Regions from separate parts of the Mus musculus genome. Here region 1 is linked to region 2. The links are chromatin contacts, called in public ChIA-PET maps. All regions are on one chromosome and are shown on one strand. Each heading gives the region's core, a stretch centred on a gene start, on an enhancer-like site or on the middle of the called end of the contact. The rest is flanking DNA. Distances are from core to core; before and after follow the strand shown. Region 1 overlaps Sv2c (synaptic vesicle glycoprotein 2c). Region 2 holds the start of F2r (coagulation factor II (thrombin) receptor).

The links. ChIA-PET counts read pairs in DNA pulled down with a chosen protein or histone mark.
Region 1: an RNA polymerase II ChIA-PET map of effector CD8 T cells shows a contact between it and region 2, with 11 read pairs. The contact joins the enhancer-like site here to the promoter of F2r in region 2. A contact is called at or near these places in 2 of 39 promoter capture datasets (liver and neutrophils) and 5 of 115 datasets of contacts at active chromatin or transcription factors (bone marrow-derived macrophages, effector CD8 T cells, embryonic hindbrain and 2 more).

What each region holds. Positions count from the first base shown.
Region 1 is chr13:95,985,330-95,990,733 of GRCm38.p6, forward strand. It overlaps Sv2c (synaptic vesicle glycoprotein 2c), which reads right to left. Exons shown (of 13, transcript NM_029210.1): 5 at 4,367-4,500; 6 at 3,762-3,851; 7 at 1,387-1,497; 8 at 601-689. Among named protein-coding and RNA genes, the nearest start is that of Gm24032, 91 kb to the left of the region's middle. Within about 2 kb of position 2,987, at least 65 of the 459 cell types and tissues checked have an H3K27ac peak or open chromatin away from gene starts, as enhancers often do. A contact at or near this core is called in effector CD8 T cells, where this site is marked.
Region 2 is chr13:95,615,647-95,620,735 of GRCm38.p6, forward strand. It overlaps F2r (coagulation factor II (thrombin) receptor), which reads right to left and starts at 2,820. Exons shown (of 2, transcript NM_010169.4): 1 at 2,641-2,820. The coding sequence starts at 2,728.

The DNA of each region.
Region 1 (5,404 bases), core at 1,737-4,236, 370 kb after region 2:
CAGAGCAGAAAGTGCCACAAGGAATAATAAGGATGAGGAGAAAAGGGGAGTGTGAAATGGAGGAATAGTGATTTAAAAAGGAAGGAAAGGAGGAAGTAGGGAGGAAATAGAGGAGGGAGGGAAAGGAAAAGGGCACAGAGCTGGAGCTAACTCAAGGAAAAGGTGAAGGGGTGAAGGAGTGAGGGCAGCTGACTGGGATGCAGTTCCCGGTGGAGGATGGGAGGAACGGTGCCCTTAAGCTCAGAGAAGATCAGACAGGAGACAGAGGGCAGCACACAGATAAGTCACCCAAGGGCTTTGTGTGACTTTCCAAATGCCAAATGAATTTTCCAGCAAGATCAATGGAAGAATTAGTTTATCAGTTATAAATACTGTAACTGTCAGCAAATGTAAGTTGAAAAAAAAATCTACTTCTCAGCTCTTCCCATCAAATTATAAAAGAGCTGAGTTCTTACAGGGCGGAATTCTAGCAAGTTAGCAGAATTGAGTCATGATTTTTGTTTTTAAAGAAAGCAAGTTTACAAAGGACAAAGAGAGAAGTGACTGGGAGCTACAATGCGACGGTTGATTGTGTCCACCAAGAATTCAAATATCACTTACCCGAAGGACAGGGTGAACCAGACAATCGTAAGCTTGATGGTGTTTTCCCTGACTGGGTAGTTGAAGCATCTCATGAATGTCAGCCAAATCTGTAAAACACCACGTGGGTCATTTTCTCACAGAGCTACACAGCGAACCCACTCCCCAGACCTTCCCGGCACACGATAAAAGAGCTGAGTTCTTACAGAGCTGAATTAATTTCAACAAAAATATAAAGTCTTAAAATCAATACAGAAGCAAAGGCTGGAATTTTCCTTCCTTCCTCCCTCCCTCCCTCCCTTCCTCACTCTCCCCCTCTCTTCTTTCTTCTCTTCTCTTGCAGTATTAGTGACTGAACCTAGAACCTCATGTGTGCTAGAGAAGTGTTCCAGCATTGAACTACACCTCTAAATCCCCTTTTGCTTTTTCTGTTTTGAGACAGGTTTTCACTAAGTTGCCTAGACTAGCCTTGAACTTTCAATCCTCCTGCCTCAGTCTCCTGAGCCTACCTGAAATTATAGGTCTTACCCGCCAAGCCTGCTCAGGAATGCTCACTTTTCATCTTTCTGAAAAGCCAATGCGGACTTTCATGACCGTAACTCCCAGCCCGACACCTTCTTTCCTCAAGGTGGCGCACATTCCCTAGCTCTGAGCCAAGAGAGGTCCTGTTTTCTGGTCCTAATGCAAGAGACAAGTGTCCTAGATAGAGGGACACTTCCTCCTCATTGGAAAGTCATAGTCAGTCCCTCTTTGACCACCCCAAATGTCAGATGCTGACATACAGGTTGCTATACAACGCATACTTACTCCGTACAGTTCGGTGCGGATCCGAACGAAACACCTCCTGTACCAGGTTCCCGTGTCGCTCTCAATTTCGATCAGCTCATCTATTTGTTTGGGAGTCTTGATTTTATTTACCTGCAGACAGCAGCAGAGTACAGAGTGCTCACTTCTCTTCTGGGAAGTTGTCACATTCAGGCTGCTTACGTTAAACCGAACTCTTAACCGAAAGTGGTATTTGGTAAGAATTGTTCATACATAGGAGAACACTGGCAGAGATCTACAGATGCAAAGGCCATCTAAAGGAATTGAACCCAATTTAGTGAGGGAGATGCCACAGAGAAAGGGGGAAGGGGAGCAAGCGGGATGAGGTGACAAGAGACAGATGTGTCCTGATTACTATAAAGACCCACACCAGCAGATCAAACACCCTAGAGACGAGCGTCTGCCTTTACAGTTACTTTGCTTGGATATTATTTGGGGGTAGGGGCACCTAGTTATTTGATTAATGTGGCTTTTAAATGTCGACTCTCATCTGTAGCGCATCACTATAACCTGTTCTTCCTTTGCCCACAGGCCCGACAGTGGCTGCCCAGCAGACACCCATGGCTTCTGCAATGGAAGATGTTTCTATTGAAAACTGTCAACCCCAACTCTTCCGTCACAGAAGGGAAATGACGAAGGGTCAGAATGACAAGGCACTCCTGTGGCTTGAGATAGCATCTTAGAGCAGACTTTCAATACTGGGAAAGAATGATGGGGGTTGGGGTGGGGAGGGAGAGAGGGGAGAGAAAGGGCATGGAGAACTCACTCACCTTCCCCTGTTTGGGGATAAAGAGAGCATGGTGTGTATGCTATCTTCCTTGGAGGCTGAGCAGACATTTCTGAAGAACCTGCCAATATTCTGTTGGAGATACTGTTTGGAGGCCCGGTCGCTTGCTGTTTTCAAATTGTGCTAGGTAGGCTGGCTCTCCTATTGACTATAAGTAAAGACACTGAACAAAGTGTCTTTACTTAACATAAAACTACTTCTGAAATATGTTTTCAAATAAAGTATTTGGAGAACTTATTTTTCTTTTCTTATTTTTTCTTTTCTTTTGAGAGGGTGTCTTACTATGTTGCCCAGGTCATTTTTAAATGTGAGATCCTTCTGTCTCAGGCTCTGGAGCGCTGTGCTTACAACAGTGTATAAGCAATGCTCACTTTAGATTTTTCATTCTTAAAAACCAAACCAAACCAACCAACCAACCAACCAAACCATCCAGTATTTAACTTTGGAGAGCTTCTACCTCCCCAGCTGTCAATATTTGTTTTTCCGTAGTTCACTGGTTTTCCTGTGATATGATAAACATTACGCACCACAAAGAAGCGAGAACCTGCTCGTGGAGGGAAACTGTATTCACAGCCTCCATTTTGACTTGGCAGAGAAAAGGCCTCCTGGACTTGGTCAGAGGCTGAAAGGGAAGGATGCTATTTGCCAAGTGTGGGAACTGTGGAGGAAACGCCAGGAGGGAGGGATACCAAGTCAAGAACATCCAGGCGGCGCAGGAGAGAATACAGTGTGCAGGGCATTGGGGGAGCGGTTAGGCTTCTTGAAGATGAGTGGCAAGATGCAGGAAGTAGCTGCGGCCAGCCAAAGAGAACACTCGAGGTTTACAGAGACGTCAGCTGAGGTCTGGCGAGATGACTCAGCAGGTAAGAGTGCTTGCTGATGTTCTAAAGCAAGAGGACCTGAGTCTGAGTCCCTGGCACTTCTGAAAACACTGGGTCAAGGCAGTGCTGTGGTGGCTAAAGAAAAGAGCCCCATGGGACACTGCTGGACCTTGGCCTTGTTACTCAGGCCTTGAAGCAAGCGAGTAATGGAACTGAGTTTTAAACTCAGATATATCTGTTTTATCCAAGAGACACCATGTTACCCTGAATTTCACGGTTCAGCAACATGGGCAAGTAAGTTTGAGCTGAGGCAGGGGAGTGGCCTGACAGGGCAGAGACCCCATTCTTCTCCAATATCAAGACAAAGAGAATCTATTGGTGATCCCTACAACGAAGGCCGCTGGTATTGAGCCAGGAAGAATAAATCTGAGTTTAAACTGTGGTCTTTCTGTTTCTCAGGTTAGTGTTATTTAACCAACCACAGAGGCTTGGAGTTTTAGGTGTGAATAGGTTGGTAGTCTCTGGGCTAAACACAGCCCCCCTGCCTATTTGTGTAAATAAAGTTTTATTGGAACACAGCCAAGGCCCATGGTTTAGACAGTCTCTACGGCTGCTTGCATTTACACTGCAAGAACAGAGCTAAGTAGTTGTGACAGAGACTCTATGACTGGCAAGGCCTTAAATGTCTGGTTCCTTACAGAAAACTTCCTGAACTCTGGCCTCAAGGCTTCTCTGAGGAGCAGACTCACCGTGAAGACCTTCTCTGGCTGGCCCCGGGCTCTCATGTTGGTGTCATGAATTAACTTCAGAATCATCCAGGCTTCATCATGTTTTCCCACCTACGAAATACAGAGGCAGTCAGAGGCTAGGGCATTGATAGGCCTTGCTTTTCAGGAACTGCTGAGCAGTTTTCTGAGCACGTGGAAGGCAATCGTGCAGATGCGGTTAGCTCTCCTATTCTCTACTGACGCACACAGGCTGAGGCTACCACTATATAGCTGCAGTTCAAAGAATGTGCCTTCAACTAGAAATACTACCTGTGGACAATAACGCTTCATTTATTAAACAGTGAACACCATCCCACTCATTGAGTGGAAGCTATTTGCTTAGGGAGGAGTATGCTGTGAGACAGCTTTTACCCCCTTTGCCTAAATCATGTCTCCATGAAACCAAACCCCGCAAAATTCCATGGTAGGAAGGGAGAAGCCACCTCCCAAAGAGGCAGACTTGCTTTTCTGGGAACAGCAAGGAAGCCTTTCCAGTGTACGTCCCCCCCCCCGCCCCCGCCCCCCCCGCCCCCGCCCCCCCCGCCCCCTCCCCCCCCCCCCCCTGCTTCTGTAACAACAGGCAGTACCTCCAGCAAGAACCGAGGGCTTTCTGGCATGAAGGTGAGAGCCACCACAGAGGAGACGCACGGGAGCGCACAGACGATGACGAAGACGCGCCAGCTGTGGAACTGGTAGGCTGAACCCATGCTGAAGCTCCACCCTGGAAAAGGACAGAGGAGTGAGGGAGAGCCCCCGTACCCTGTCGCTGGACCAGTCACCACGTGGTGCGGCCCCTCAGCGATTCGTCAGTCAAGGCTCCCTGTCCACAGAAAGGCGAGTGGACCTGTAAATAGTTACAAGGACCGGCTCAATTAAGATATCCCCCAGCCATCATCATGGGCAGTGGTGAGGACAAAGGTGCAAATCCAGAGGACCACAATCTAAGCATGGGGTACGTGCGGGGCTCCCACCACTGCGAGTATCTTCCCTTCACACCTACAGATCGATCACGCTCTACTCTTTCCCATCTGTCTATCAGGAAATGGCTCTCAGTGGACTTCATCATCCGGTTCCCAGCCAGGTTTGGGGGTGGGATTCAGACAGGCTTTGTTTTTGTTTTTTTGTTTTTGTTTTTAATGTAGCCCAGGCTGGCCTTGAACTCATAATCTGCCTCCTCCTCCTCCTCCTCCTCCTCCTCCTCCTCCTCCTCCCCCTCCTCCCCCTCCTCCCCCTCCTCCCCCTCCTCCCCCTCCTCCCCCTCCTCCCCCTCCTCCCCCTCCTCCTCCTCCTCCCCCTCCTCCTCCTCCTCCTCCTCCTCCTCCTGACTGCTGTGATTATGCCACTCTTACCACACTTGCTTCCTAACTAGGTTTGAGTAGGACACAATTTCCTTCCCTCCCTTCTCCGGGCCTTGGACAGGTGGAGGAGTGGCGAGGCCCTGGATGTTTTCAGCTCCCGGCCTCTTCCTGCTTCCCCAGCTCTGCACAGCCAGCCTTCCCACCACTGGCCTTTGAGGCTCAGGGATGCCAAAGCACGCTCGCTCGTGTCTTACTGGTTTCCTTTTGCAGTTCCTACAACATTGTAAACCATCCTTTCATTAGAGCATCTTTAAATGGCTGTCTGTG
Region 2 (5,089 bases), core at 1,570-4,069:
ATACTCTAAAATCCAATTTGCAACTTGTCACAAACTTTAAATATATATTCTATAGTGTCTTTTCCTAAAGCTGTACAGAATTGCTTGTTGCCATGTGCAACTCATAGATGAGTTTAAGACGGCAAAGTTACCTTTGAAAGCCAATAACACACACAAGGTTACAGGGGATTTGCAGGATATAAGGATGCAGGGATAAACCCTTTACCTCAAAACTCCGGCATCGTAGTGCCTACTTGTATCTCTAGAACCTGAGAGGCTGAGGCAGGAGGATTTGAGTTTAACGCCAGCCTGTGCTGCACAGCAAATCTTGTTTCAAAAAACAAACAGGACTGGAGAGATGGCTCAGAGAGAACACTTGTTACAACAAAAGCCCGAGGGACTAAGTTCCCATCGCAGCACCCATGTATGACTGTTATCCTAGTATGTGTGTGTGTGTGTGTGTGCTCGCACACTAGCACTGGAACTTACTGACACAGGCTTGCACATAACCCCTCCTCCAGCCATGAACTTGTTAACTCTACTGGGTTTAGTAGAGAACTACAGCAAGGCAGGACGTGGGGAGCAGTGAATCCTGGAAAAACACCTGGCTTATAGGGAAAGCCATTTATTCTGTCAGTTCTAGCAAGAGGAAGTAAAAAACTGAATAAAAGAGAGTTACTAAGGAACAAAAGAGATGTGAGCTCCAAACGAAGAGAGTAGCAACATCAGACACCCAGGTTTCTGGTGAACCCCATTATTTTGCGGTCCTTTTGCTTAGAACCCAGCTAAGCTCCAGTTCACCAGGGCAGCAGGAACCGAAGAGGCCCGGGGTGGGGAGGAAGGTGAATGGGAGGAAGATTTTTGGAAAAGAAGCAAGTCCTGGGCTTTAAAAAGAGCAAGTTCACATGACAGACCCAGGCAGGAGCAGCTAGGGCGGGAGGTTCCTACAGAGTAGCGGTTCACGGTTCACGGTTAAGAGGACATGCGAAGTTGAGAAAAGCCGGCTGGTCTGGAGTGACATGGGAGAAGAACCCAGAGCGGGCAACATTCTTGAGGAGCGATTAGAGACTGGGTGAAGTGAGGAATATGTCAGGGGAAGTAGAGCAAGGCTGGGGCCCGTCTTGTACAGGGACCTCTTGCTTCTTGCCAAGGGACTGGGCTTGGCCTAGAGATAAGGATGGCCGTCTCTGAAATCCCAAGGCACTTGGCCACAGTTACCCACAGCCATTCTCTCTTTATGCAGCGGTAAGGAGAAGCAGATTTGTTTTTGGCTGAGTTTGTGAGTTCACTTATTGTCTGTACCCAATGTAGGGGGACCACTCCTATAACTCCCCCCCCCCCTCAAGGCAGGCCACTCAATCTCTCTGGGCCTTATTTTTAGAATCAGAGAAAGGGGATAAATGTCTCCTTATCATACCTATGATCTGTGCTGGCCACATCTCATAGTCTATATTTTAAAAGGCCTGTCCCAAAATAAAAGCGAGGAAGTAACCTAAAGTTATGTGAGCTCGCACCTCCATGTACACTTTGGATCGTCCTCCCCCTCACGGCTGCTGATGATTAAGGTCTAAGGTCGGCTACCCAAACACAGGCAGGCTGGTTAGCTGCTGCTCGGCGTGGGGGCCCTCTGTGGGGCTCTGAGTTTTCCCATGAGCACCACTCAAGCTCACACTGAAGAAAGACAGACAACAGGAAACACCCCACTCTTTGTCACCTCCTAATCCTTACATGTGGGAGCACCGAAGTGCACATTCTTTCAGAGATAACAAAAACTGAAGAAAACCCACTAGATTTTCTTCAGCGTGAAAGGAACGGCTAAAGGTGTCCCTACTAAGAAAGTCGAAACAATTGGGAACTTTACAGGCTACGCCTCTGCTTTGGAGAAAAGAGAAAATATTTGACGAAATAAGTCGACCAAACTAATTTATTTGGTCAAACTGGCAGATATTTAAAAATACACTGTAAGTAACGAATGTCCTTGCGGCAGATGAGAAATTCCATTGAAAAAAACTAAGACTAGATAATTTCTAGGTGCGCCTGATTCTGAAGAGGGGTCCCTTTTCTCCATGCAGAGAAACAGGTTTCCGATAACAAAGACCTACTCCACTCCCTGCAACCAGAAACCTTCATCACCTCCTGGGTACCAGGCCAAGCTGGGGGCTGTCCGGTCTTTATTGTGTGACTGTGAATTTTTTCTTTCACATCGCTTTTCCCTCCTTGTAAATCAAACGAGAAAACGAGTTTCCATCAAAGCAAAAACTTGAGGAGAGTGGTTCCACTGCACACCGAAAGCCCAGAATCACAAGACCCTTTCTTTCTGAAGGTGGTCTTGTAAAACAGGCCACACAATGACAATTAAAGCGACTGTGGAGACCGTTCCGCGGACCCTCGGGCCCCTCTCCGGATCCAACACCCGGTGGCCCGCGGACTGCACCCTCCAAAACCGAGTCCAAAAGAGCATCGGCCGTGCGGGGAGTGGGGAGGATATGGTGCGCCCCACATGGATGTGACTAGGGGAACCTCTAGATCTCGGCCCAAATGACTGTTTGGCTCCTGGGGGAAACTGAGGCAGGGTTGCAGCCAGGAGCACCCCCTCACGGAGCTGGCGCAACCTAAAACTTCTGATAGCTTCCCCCATGCTCACCCACCCGCAGCTCTTACCTGGCTGGCTCATAGGGACGCGGGAAGACAGCAAGGGACCGCACAGGCTGAGGCCGAGGGCGACGATCAGCAAGCGCCGGGGCCCCATTGTCCCAAGGCTGCCCGCGCGGCCCGGCGCCCGCCGTCGCCTACTTCTTTCTGAGTAGCTCGGTCGGAGCCTGCGGGTGACTAGAGGCGACTGCGCGGCCCCTGGGTGAGTATTTGGAGGCGGTTCAGGGGCGTGGGGCGGGGCTCCGCGGGCTGTGCGCGTGCCCGCAGTCTCCGCTCGTGCCCGCAGCCCCTCGCTCCGGAACCCAAGCGGCAGACCGCACCAGATGCTCGCTCCTCCCCAGTCTCCCCTTGTCCCACCCGGTGTGGTTGAGCTGCAAGCCTGGGAGTGACTCAGCCCCTCGGGGTCTTCGGAGAGCGCCTGCGGCCGCTTCAATGACTCTCCTGGGACGTGGAGCAAGGGAAGCGAAGCTAGACGGGGACAGTCCCGTGGTGGTGCTCCAAGTCTCTTCTCCTCCCCGGCGTCTGGCTGCACACAAGTTTGGAGTTTAGCTAAAAGTTGGCTACTGACTTCTGTCCGTCCGTCCCCGTCCCCCGTCCCCCGTCCCCCCGTCCCCCCCGCCCCCCTGCAGTGACAAGGGTGTCCCCAGATATGTGGACAGAGTGCTTGACATTTCTCGAAATTCTTTTATTTTGCGAGCTTAGATGGATCACGTTGAGCCTTTGATCTTCCACACACGAGTGGAAGTGGACCAGGTATCCAGGCGCTGATTCACCAAGCTCTTGCTTACCGAACTCTGCCTCCCCTGGTGACCCAAGCCAGAGCCTCAGCCACAGGCCCCAACGCCCAGGGCTTTCTCACCAGAAAGATGTTGGGTGGGAAGAGGAGGGGTAGCACTGAGGAATTTTAAAGGGTCCTTCCCAGGTCCTTATGGTTTGTGCTTGACTACATTTCAGCGTTAGATATCAAAAGAAGGGGGGGGGTCATGGCTGAGGCCTAGCGAGAGGGAGCCCCAGCTTATTTTGTTTAGAAAGAGTCTAGTGAGGAAGACACCCCGGAAATTAATCCTGGTCCTCTACCCAGTTTCTGAAAGAGCCAGCTCACAGCTTAGCGCTCTGAAGTGCTGTGATTGTCTTAGGGTTTCTATTGCTGCCATGAAACACCACGACAAAAAGGCAGGTTGGAGAGGAAAGGGTTTATTTGGATTATATTTCCATATAAGTGTTCATCGGTAAAGGAAGTCAGGACAGGAACTCAAAACAAGGCAGGACCCTGGAGGCAGGAGCTGAAGCAGAGGCCATGGAGGGGTGCCGCTTACTGGCTTGCTGTTCACGCTTGCTCAGCCTGCTTTCTTACAGAGCTCAGGACCATTAGCCCAGGGATAGTACCACCTACAATGGGCTGGACCTTTCCCCATCAATCACTAATTAAGAAAATGCGGAATCCCAACATTTGGATCAATGCAGAAAACAAGATCAGAGGCCATCTCCTCCCCTTACCCTCAGAGCTGCCTCACAATCTTCCTAAGTTGCTCTGTCAGTTGTGCAATCACCCAGCTAGACAATGCCATGTAAAATCCTTCCCACTGGAATCTTTTGAGAAAGCATATTTTAGGGTAAGTGGGGACAATTAGCACATGTCTGCACACAATAATAACATGGTATCGTTTTCTCACCTCTCTGAAATGCTGTGGGGGTTTTAGGTTCATCGCTTTTATGGACCACAGGCAAGAAAAAGAAAATTGCTGCAATTAACCCAAGGAATACGCTTGTAAGAGATGCTTCAGTTGATTGTAAAGACACTAGAATCAGGGCTGGCGAGATGGCTCAGTGGTTAAGGGCACTGACTGCCCTTCCAAGGGTCCTGAGTTCAAATCCCAGCAACCACATGGTTGGCTCACAACCATCTGTAATGGGATCAGATGCCCTCTTCTGGAGTATCTAAAGGTGGTGACAGTGTACTCACATCTATAAAATAAGATCTTTAAAAAAAAAATGTTTGAGCCAGGCAGTGGTGGCACACGCCTTTAATCCCAGCACCTGGGAGGCAGAGGCAGGAGGATTTCTGAGTTCGAGGCCAGCCTGGTCTACAGAGTGAGTTCCAGGACAGCCAGGGATACACAGAGAAACCCTATCTCAACGCCACCCCCCAAAAAAAAGTTTGAAAAAAAGGACACTGGAATTTTAAATAAAAGTGATAAAACACATGACAAGTTTTTTTGACAGTTCAAAGATACAAAGCATAGACCTTTTTTTTTTTTTCATCCACAGAGATGTTTCTAGACTCTGAAGCCTGAAAGCTAGAGATGCTAAACCCTGTCTGCAGGGGGCTTTCTACCTGTAACTCGTGCCGCATTGCTCCTTAGCATCAGAGTTAATCTGTTCTTTCACATGTCAGGATACCCTCTGTGCATCACTCTTTTGTGCTTCCGGTTCATTGCTGAATATAATGTTGCTTATT